Linked DNA regions of Canis lupus: region 2 is linked to region 1. A link is a contact called in public Hi-C data. All regions are on one chromosome and are shown on one strand. The core of a region is the stretch at or near the end of the contact, and the rest is flanking DNA. Distances in the headings are between cores, read along the strand shown.

Region 1 (5,088 bases), core at 1,326-3,825:
AATGATAATTTTAAGAAAGTTGCTTCAAGATAAAGCTGGTATCACAACCATATCAAAATCTGCATTAAATGTGTAGCTATTCAATTATTGCTGGAAGCAGGTTAAGAAAGTTCTTCAGTATGTAATTACTGATAAACTTATTGCTAGAGAACTGTTGAAAGGTGCTATATTAAGAAATGCAATCTGTGAAATTTTTCTGACTGTAACTTGATTATATTATCACTACACTGTTGCTGTAACACAGGATAATCTGGATCCTTCAGGGATGGCATGCAGGGATGCTCCTATCACTGTGTATTATTTGAATCTCAAGTGAAAGCTTCATACACTTCAGACACTGTGAAGTAGCTAACCCTTAAACACTTGGTTATATGGCAGGTGTCTGGATGACCCAAAACCTGTTTTTTTTAAATGATTATCACTGATATTAAACCCCCTCAAATGTTAAATCTCACTGAAAATAGGAAAACTCCCAGAATATCCACAGACACATAGTTAGCTAACAGCAGCTAGAAAAACAATATTCTAGGAAAAGAGCAAATAATTAACTCTACTGTTCAATTTTAGAAAAAAAAAAAAAAACTACTTGAAAATAAATTGAAAAAGTATTTTTAAAATAAATTACACATGACAAGTGTGGCAATTGCTTAAAACCATCACTGGTAACCAAAGGTTTTGTTTTTTTGTTTGTTTGTTTGTTTTTTAATATCTGCCCCCCAGCCCCACATTCTTCAAATAAGAAAACTGAGCCTTGATTTATGTGATTTGCCCAAGGACAACAACAGTCAGGAACTGGCAGCCTTGGTACTCAAAGGCTCACGCCATTCTGTTAGAGAAATGTCTTTCCTAAATTGGCTCCACTACTCAACTCAAATGCTAAAATATATGAAATTAGACCTTAATTATCTGACATGACAGCCACAGATGCAAAATAGTCCTGAATATTTCATCTGAAAGCAGTAAGTCTTTACGGGCAATTCCTAAAATTCCCTCCAATGTTTCTCCAAAATGCTAAAGCAAGTAAGAGAGCTGGGTTAAACCTTACGTTACATTGACCCAATTTCTAACAATGAAGTAAAAGAAAAAACACCTTCAAGAGAAAACAGCAATTTAAAAATTATCAAGAAAACAACTGAGAATTTAAGACCTTTTAAAAGGGCTGCTCCAAACTTTGAGTCAGTAATTGCATAGCAAGATAGCACTATTACTCTGTATACATATATACATGCTTCTATCTAGAAATGGTATAAAATCTCCAAACTGTGCACAAAACTAAGATGTTAAATAAAGCGTCAGGTCATTCTTACACTCTCCATTCTTAGAGAAAAGGGGGAAGGGGGAAGGGAAGAATTAAATACATACCACGGAAATATTAGAGAAAGTCCTCATATCAGTTCAAATTCAACCACATATCCAACTGACTGTATCAACTACATTGTTCAAATGATCTTAATTATGATAAGAGTTACTTTTTAAAAAAATTTTAATTGCATTCAACATTTCCTGCTTGCTATGCTCCTGAAGGCATGCATCAACTTTAAAGAGATTTTTGCTTTTTAATGAAAAACAAAGAAATCTTAAAGGGAAAAGTAAAAATGACTTTGGTACTTGAAAATTGGATCTTCTTTTGTTTGCAAAGAAATTCAATTACTATTAGCAATTACCAGATTAGAGACTACTAGAAATAGGGAACATCAGAATAAATTTTAAGATGAACAAAGTGCCCAGTGCCACCATTTAGATAAGATCTTTAATGAATCAGTTGTATCCTAAGAGATGGACCAAACTGAGGAAGAATAAGAGAGTATGATATCTCCAGTATGCCCTCCTAGGCTTATTGGACAGGGGTAGGAAGGGAGAACACCACAGCCTCCCAAATCCTTTAACACCACCATCAGAGGCTTTAATTCTGACCCCACAAAAAAAAAGAAAAAAAACACCTTGATAGGATTTGTTTCTACCTAATGCAGTATTTCCACAAAATATGTGCTTGATCATATACGAGGCACTGTAGTCAGATGCTACAAATGCAGGGATAATGAGATATCATTTAAACAACTATAACTGTTTAAACACTCAAAAACCTTATGTGGTAAGGACATAAGTCAAAGAGAAATAACTATGATACAAGGAAATAACATAAAAATAAGATGCAATCAGGGATAGGTACAGGAGGCCTGCATGTACCTTCATCCAAAGATGTTAAGGGTCAGCACTGAGCAGAGCAGAGCTATCAACAGAGGCCTGGCCTCTGTTAACCTGCAAGAAATAACCTAGAGGTGAGAATAAAGAGTGAGGATCAAAAGCCACTCAAAAGCAATTGAGGAATGAATGCTGCTGCTGTTGCTATGCATCTGCAGAGGCCTGGAGACAACTACAGGCCAAGGATTAATCCAAGGGAGCCCAAAGCCTTCCAATGTACCATTTGGAAATAAGGGCCAGTTGATCCCAGTAGGCACGGTCCTATTTAAACAAGCATCCCCTTGGAAGCACTGGCTCCTACACTACTCCCTTCAAGCATACCTGAGCAAACCAATGTCTGGGTACCTGAACTAAGTGCTGTGTGCTTTCACTGTACATCTGAGTATGACCCTAGGACATGACAATCCACACAGGTAACAGCATAACCACAGCAGCACAGAACCAACTCGGCATTCTCAGAGCCCCACATGTCTTCAGGAACTACCCAGTGCTGGCTTTCACAAGGGCAATGGGCCCACCAAAGATGTATTATTAAACTAGTAATAAATCAACCACTGGTGTTTTGAGACTTGCATATAAACTAAGTTTTGTTTCTGAGCATGATCAATGTGATTTCAGAAGATAAAATTCCCACTTATGAAATCATCTTATCTTCAATGAAACTGAATTTAAATAAATGTAATCTGAATGTTTGGGTTCTAGGAAATATGACTATTACACAATTTAGGCTCACATTAGACTCTCCTTTAAGTGACACCTGGAAAGAAAACCCACAAAAACCCATTTCTGCCAAACTGATATTCTGAGTCTAAAAACAACAAAAACCCAAAACCCAGTTTCATCATGTAAGAAAGATAACACTGCAGCTCCTCTACTTTTTATTAAAATCAAATTGACTAAGTTATTGACATGACTACAAATTTAAGTGAAGCTATCTAAATTTAAGAGATTAAATCTGAAGTTTAATAAAATGCACACAAAAAATATAATTTTTCAAACATATGTACACATAGCTGATGTTGGAAAAAAAAAAAGATTCCCCAAAAATGAATACAAGAAGCATTTCTGAATAAACCCGTAATAATTTCACTTTACTTGAATACAACCAAAACTGTTTTTCCAGAAAATCAAAAGAAATATTTTCGTCATCCTTGTGATAACAGCTGGAATTTAAGAGCAAGCCATCTAAATTTTTTTTAGTCTTCCTTCATTTATATGGAAATGAGATGTTTCCTAAAACATATCTGTCCCCAGTACCTACGTCAACACTGAAGCTCAAAGCCCACAAATTCCTCCAGCTGATTCCTGACTATAAGTGAAAACACTATGCCAACATCATCTAAAACCCATGTGCGTCATTCACCAAGAAGGACATTACCAAGCTGTCAATTTCAATTAACCTGCCTCGCTTTATAAATAGCCTAAACTTCCCTATCTAAATAGGCTGGTGCCCTTTTCTCGGAAGCAAAGGGAACAACATGACAAAGAAGCATGAAAAATAAATGAGCTTTCCCCTTTGTAAACAGGAGAAAGTTGACATTAAACCAATTCTAAGTCCAAATTCAAGAGCTATTAATAAAATAAAGCTCAAGAGAATCAAGAACTAGTTTAAACCAGAAAATAAATATTCGCTATCAGCTCTTTTAAAAATATCTGTGAGTCTCACTGTTATAGAAAGCTAATTCAGTGTACATATACAGGCAGAATTAAACACAGATATCATAATTATGATCCTTAGTATGGTCACCAAAGTAACACAGTTTAAAGGTCCCAAATGATTGATGCTCAGCCAAAAAAAAAAAAAAAAAAAAGTTGTTTTTGTTTATTTATTCATGAGAGACAGAGAGAGAGGCAGACATGCAGGCAGAAGGAGAAGCAGGTTCCCCACACAGAGCCCAAGGAAGGACTCAATCCCAGGACCTCGGGATCACGACCTGAGCCAAAAGACTCAGCCACTGAGCCACCCAAGTGCCCCTAGTTTTAAAAATTCAATTATATCATTCTACTCTAAATCTGAACTGTTTTATAATTTTTATAATTTATAGCATTACAATTCCTTATGGTAGTTCTAGATGTTTCTTCCTGTAAAATGGATTATAACCAACAAATCCTACATCACTTCTATAATCCAATTACTTAATAGGCCACACTTTTCTAATTCACACTCCAATGAGTAAATGAAAGCAGAATCAGAAAACATCAATGGGATTTATCAAAAGGCAGATAATAACTGGTTCAGATTATCAATCAGGCTACTGACTCCGATATTAGTTCATCCAACTAATATCTCTTGTGTGTGGGGGGGGGGGGGGGGGGGGCGGGGGGAGAGTTGGCCACCATATTAATCTCAGGTAAAATGTGTGAATTCGTGTATATACACATACACACACACGTCATCCCAGTAATGCTTACCAAGCTTGCCATAACAGCATAACAGAAAAGGGACATCTTGCAATAAGGATAGTATTCAGCTTACTGAAATATCCAGGGCAACCAAAAACTAGGAAGTTAAAAAAAAGACTTCCAACACAAGAAGATGACAAAGTTGCTAGATCGTACTTAGAAGAAGTCCCCTTAAATCCTCACTCAGAACAGATTAGAAAATTCCAGTGCAAGTCATCTACTGGTACACAATACTCTTATGTGTCAGTTAGATGAATCACCACTTTATTTGTATCAAGTTTGTACCAAGTCATGACAACTGGCTTCCCATTCTTCCATTCACTCAACCAATTTCTGTGTCACTATTATGGGCATCACAGGAGAGAGGAAGATGAATTTTATACATAACTAAAACAGGGGCAAAATAAGCATCATGAATTATAGATGCAGCACTAGATGGAAATTGATGAGAATAACTGAGAGAAATTACTTCTGTAGTGAAGG
Region 2 (5,202 bases), core at 1,006-3,505, 1.2 Mb before region 1:
GATGCTTTCGTTCAACAGTACATATCAAATGGCCACTATGAATCAGACACATATGAATCCAGTCAAAGCATCACCAAGGTACTGCCAAAAGCAAGACAGCCCAGATGTCCTAGTGCAGGAGGTAGCAGGGTCTGGATTATGGAGATATGGAAATTTGCTGTGATGGGCGGAACCCAGTTGGGGAGGGGGAAACGCTTTGATAAAGGTTTAAGGAAGTGTCAGCCACAAAGCCCTGGCAGTTTAAGAGAAGGGCTCTTGCCCACTGCTGCTAGAATTCCTGGTGCAGGGTCTTATGCATAACATGTCTTTCATGTCTGGCCTCATGCTCTACTTCTGCCTCTCAGCCATTACCTCTACTTTTGGGAGAGGCCATGGGAGCTGCCAGCAGTGATGAGCAGCCTCTGCTTGGGAATAGGGTCCCCGCCTAGAGGACTGGGCCAATGCGGCTTTTGTCAATGCAGTGCAAAGTGCTGAGCCCTTGCGTCAGAACTACATGGGCAACTTGGTAAAATGCAGATTCCCTTAGCCCCACAGAACAAAATCCTGGGCATGCATGAAGTACAGGTGCTCTCAGCTCTGAAACTTCCTTTTCCCGCCCTTCACGTTTTAGAGGAAGGGTTAAAATAAAGTTCAAAACAATAGCAGCAGAGCTAAACCCTTGCTCTCTTTGGTGTAGTGTACCTAATGCATCACCTATTTACCTCTTTGACCTTATTTTTAGAAAGGTCAGAATTCACACTGGCCTTTGAAAGAAACATTTTTAACAGGTCTTTTCTTCTTTTAAATATTTTTTGCCATTTGTACTTGTCTTTATTTATCCGTAAACTGCGGATAATCCCGTTCCTAAAAATGATGGCTAAACAGCAGTCAAATGGGCTAAGTTCAAGGTCTGGCCCCATTTCTTACTGGCCATGAACCTTGGGCAAGTCTCTACCTAGCAGTTTTTTTCTGTGAATTCCTCTGACCTAGAATACCTACTTCTTAAGCAGAAGATCATTAAATGAAGTTTTAAGTGTAAAGCACTGAGGAGAGCCCAGAGGTGCTCAGCAAGTTTCTCCAACCCCCACAAACCTTATCCCAATGCACTACCAGTCTTATTTCTTTCCATGGCAGTCTAGACATCCTTTCTCAAACATTCTCTATTCCCTATGTTGACAATGCCTGCCTCCTTCTTACTCAACTACGAAAGTAAAGTCCACTTTTAAAGATTCAATTCAGGGGTCCCTGGGTGACACAGCGGTTTAGTGCCTGCCTTTGGCCCAGGGCGCGATCCTGGAGACCCGGGATCGAATCCCACGTCGGGCTCCCGGTGCATGGAGCCTGCTTGTGTCTCTGCCTCTCTCTCTGTGTGACCATCATAAATAAATAAAGAAAAAAATATTGAAAAAAAAAAAGATTCAATTCAAACGACACCTCCCTTCTAGTTTATGATGTTTTTTTTTCCTCCCAGTTTCCCTGATCCTAGTTAGCTCACCACAGATACTCCTTTCATCACACAGGTAAGGCTGAACCGTAAGTGCGTACTTGCTTCTCATGCCCGCTTAAACTGTGTGAGATGCAGCCGTCCTTATATCCTCAGCACTTAGCCTGGGTGCCTGGAACGTAAGAGGTGGTCAAACCGTACATATACACGTACGTAATTATCCTGAATGCCTGGACAGAATGCGGGACTCCTGTGGGGACAGGGAGGAATACGCGCTTCTGGCGGGGCGGCGGGCCTGTGAGAACTGTGTGGTCGCCCCACCCCCACCCGTGCTAGGCCGGGCGCTGAGGGGCAAGGGCTTCCCTCCAAGGTCGGGTCGGTTTCTCCACTTCGGTACGCGGCTCCGCAGGGCACCGGCAGGGGGCGGCGTTGCCACACAGCTGGACGCTCCGTGGGTAACCGTCCTCTCCCCGCCCCCTACTCGCCCCTCCACCCTCCACCCCCGGAGGGCTCGCCGCTCTGGTAACTAGGACGCGGCTCCGTCGATTCGCACGGGGCGGACTGTTCTTCCTCCCGAGCTGGACGGCGGGGGCTGTGCAAAGGCCCTGGGGGAGCGTCTTCAGCTTCCCCGGCGCGCTCCCCTCAGCCCTACCTCAGGGGAGTTGGTCTGGGAAGAGCAGCGTGAGGCCGGAACGGACGGCCGGGAAACACGGCGGGGCGAGCGGCAGCGCGTGCGCGCGTGCGGGGTACCCATGACACCCCTGTCGCCCGGCCCAAGTGACTGAAGCTGGGGGACGTGGGGGAGAAACGCTGATCCTTTAGCCTCGTCCTTTCACGTGCCGCGGAAAGCTAGGTAATTTCACACGGCATTTGTAGTCACTTGGGAAAGGCAAACCTTGGTGTGGGACGCGCGCGCTTCGCTGCCTCAGTCCGCGAGAGAACGCGCCGCGGTGAGTCCGGGCCGCGCCGTCCTCCCCCATTGGCCGCCCGCCCGCCCGCCCGACCTGCGGGGGGGGGCGGGGGGGCGCCCGCTCGGTGACGCGCGCTGGCCGACGCCGCGCTCCCCGGCCGCCCGGAGCCGCTCGTGCGCACGAGTTGGACGCAGGCTCGCGGCTCCGCCCCCGCGTCTCCCCAGGCTCGCCCCGGAGCTCCCCGGCGCTTCCCGACGTTTCGAGAATCGAAACACACAGTCAGCAAGCTCTTCCCCCTCGGTCGCGGAGACTTATTTGCATGGACTCGCGGACCTTTAGGTCGGTTTGATTGCCTAAGAAAACGGCCCCGCTCCACACGGCCGTCTCACGCAGGGGCTCCCCAGGAACCCCCGGAGCCCCATCCAGCTGCAGCGACGCGCGGCACCCGGAGAGAATTTTATGTCTGGCGACTTTCTGCAGTTGCGCGATTTCAGCCGTGATTCAGTTTTCAGGGCTCTTGAGGCATTTTAAGTGTCTTTTGGTTGGGGTCGGGGGGGAAGGAAAAAAAAGAGGCTTGGGCGCGCGGAAGACCGTCCCTAAACCAAGCGTTGGTCCCAACACACGCGCGCACACGCACACACTCGGCGGCCGACGTCCCCCAGCTCGGACCGCTCGGCGGGGCTCGGCCTGCGGGGCGGGCGGGCGGGCGGGCGGGGGCGGCGCCCTATGCAGATGAGGAGGGTGTGGCGAGTGCGCGGCGCCCGGGCCCCGGAAGCGCCGAAAGGCCCGGTATAAAAAAAGTACTGAAGACATTTCCCCCCGCACAACTGCTAAAGCTCCAGAGACAGTAGCGTGTGCGGCGGCGGCGGCGGCGGCGTCACCTGGGGCCGCCACCTCCGGGACCACCGCAGCTGAGGCGATAGCGGCGCGGGCGCGGGCGCGGGCGGGGGCGAGGGCGAGGGCGAGGGGCGGGAGCGGCCAGCGCAGGCGGCGAGGTCTGGGAAGGACTGAGTCGCTCGCCGCTGCCGAGAGCGCACTCGCGGCTCCTCGAAGTGTTGCCGCCTCGCGGTTCCTCGCTCGCTGCGCTCCTCGAAGGGGCGGCCGCCTCCAGGTGACACAGACGGGATTCCCGCTTGCGCTTTCCAGATGCATCAGAGATACTTTTGGTGCGGGGGCTTCTCTGCGGGGCGCGGGGCGCGGGGCGCGGCTGGGCACAGCGGGGGGCCGGGGCGGGAGGGTCTCCCGGGGAGCCCTGGAGCCTGCGGCCGAGCCGGGGAGGGGGCGCGCTCTTCCCTCTGCGGGCCCCCGTCAGCCGCCGCGCGCGTCCTCAACGCGCCCCTTCCCCCTTTTGGCCTTTTAGGACTGACCAGGGCCAGCTGGTGTTCGGAGGGCACTTCATGGCGGAAGGCGAAGGGTACTTTGCCATGGCCGAAGACGAGCTGGCCGGCGGCGCTTACATCCCCCTGGGCGGCGACTTCGGCGGCGGCGGCGGCGGCGACGACGACTTCGGCGGGCACTGCTTGGACTATTGCGGAAGCCCCACGGCGCACTGCAACGTGCTGAACTGGGAGCAAGTGCAGCGGCTGGACGGCATCCTGAGCGAGACCATCCCGATCCACGGGCGCGGCAACTTCCCCACGCTCGAGCTGCAGCCGAGCCTGATCGTGAAGGTGGTGCGGCGGCGCCTGGCCGAGAAGCGTATCGGCGTCCGCGACGTGCGCCTCAACGGCTCGGCCGCCAGCCACGTTCTGCACCAGGACAGCGGCCTGGGTTACAAGGACCTGGACCTCATCTTCTGCGCCGACCTGCGCGGGGAAGAGGAGTTTCAGACTGTGAAGGACGTCGTGCTGGACTGCCTCTTGGACTTCTTGCCCGAAGGGGTGAACAAAGAGAAAATCACGCCACTCACGCTCAAGGTAAAGCCCCCCGACATGGGCCTGGGGCCGTGCCCGGGCCGGGCTGGGGTGCGGCGGGCAGAGGGGCGCCCGTTTGATGCCACAGACCTGCGGCCGTGACGGGTTTGGGCGTGCTCCTATTATATTTGGGTTTTGATTGTTTTAATGAGTCAACGGAGGTGCGCGGACGGTGTTGGGTGTTTTAAGTTCACTTGGTTCTGACGCGCCACTACTCTTCTACTTCCTCCTCTGTTCTCCCTTCTCTCTTCTCTCTCTCTCTCTCTTTTTTCTTTTAACTCTTTGGATTTCCTTGCTTGAGGCTTGTCCAGAGTGGTTTCTGATTAAGTGGAAGAATGAAATGACGTAAACCAATTTTTGAGTCATTTTATAATCTAGTTTTTGGGGAAAGAGCAGCCTGAAGCAGGATCCAGTCAATGGGCTTATTATTACTGTATTGGAAAATGTGATTAGATTTCTCAGCTGCGTGCAGCTGACTCCGTGTGTGAAGGATATGTGGGATGCTTCTCCGGGTCGGCTCACGTGTGACGGATATTGTGGGTACCCCCCCCCCACACACACACACACAGACAGACACACACACACACTGGCTCAAAGCATGTTTTAAACAATTAAAGTTGTCTGAGGAATCAGTCTCCCAGAATGTCCTAATTTAGTTCATACTTGATTGTAATTGCACAGTACCACTGGAGGGACAAGATTCTAATCTCAACAGTAGCCTCTGGGGAAGTGGAACTAGGTGACTAGGGACAAGGGTGAGAGACAGACCAACTTTCCACTGTATGCACTTCTGTCTTTTGAGTATTGTGTGGATATCGTGTGAATGTTCTACCTGTAAGACCATTTTCAAAAAATAACATTTCAAAAGTCAGACATGACAACAGAACCTCTTAGTACCGTGATACGTCTGCCAAAAGCCTCAAACTATTACTTCTAGTCTCTTTTCCAGACGGTA

Evidence for each region. A called contact is a pair of places that touch in the nucleus more often than the background predicts.
Region 2: a Hi-C map of skin fibroblasts shows a contact between it and region 1, with 2.4 times the contacts expected there. The contact joins the promoter of TENT5A here to the enhancer-like site in region 1. A contact is called at or near these places in 2 of 9 Hi-C or Micro-C datasets (amygdala and skin fibroblasts).

The regions. Positions count from the first base shown.
Region 1 is chr12:41,247,033-41,252,120 of UU_Cfam_GSD_1.0, reverse strand. All of the region lies in intron 3 of BCKDHB (2-oxoisovalerate dehydrogenase subunit beta, mitochondrial), which reads right to left. Among named protein-coding and RNA genes, the nearest start is that of BCKDHB, 33 kb to the right of the region's middle. Within about 2 kb of position 2,575, at least 2 of the 20 cell types and tissues checked have an H3K27ac peak or open chromatin away from gene starts, as enhancers often do.
Region 2 is chr12:42,486,106-42,491,307 of UU_Cfam_GSD_1.0, reverse strand. It overlaps TENT5A (terminal nucleotidyltransferase 5A), which reads left to right and starts at 2,255. Exons shown (of 3, transcript XM_038554613.1): 1 at 2,255-2,276; 2 at 3,695-4,250. The coding sequence starts at 3,732.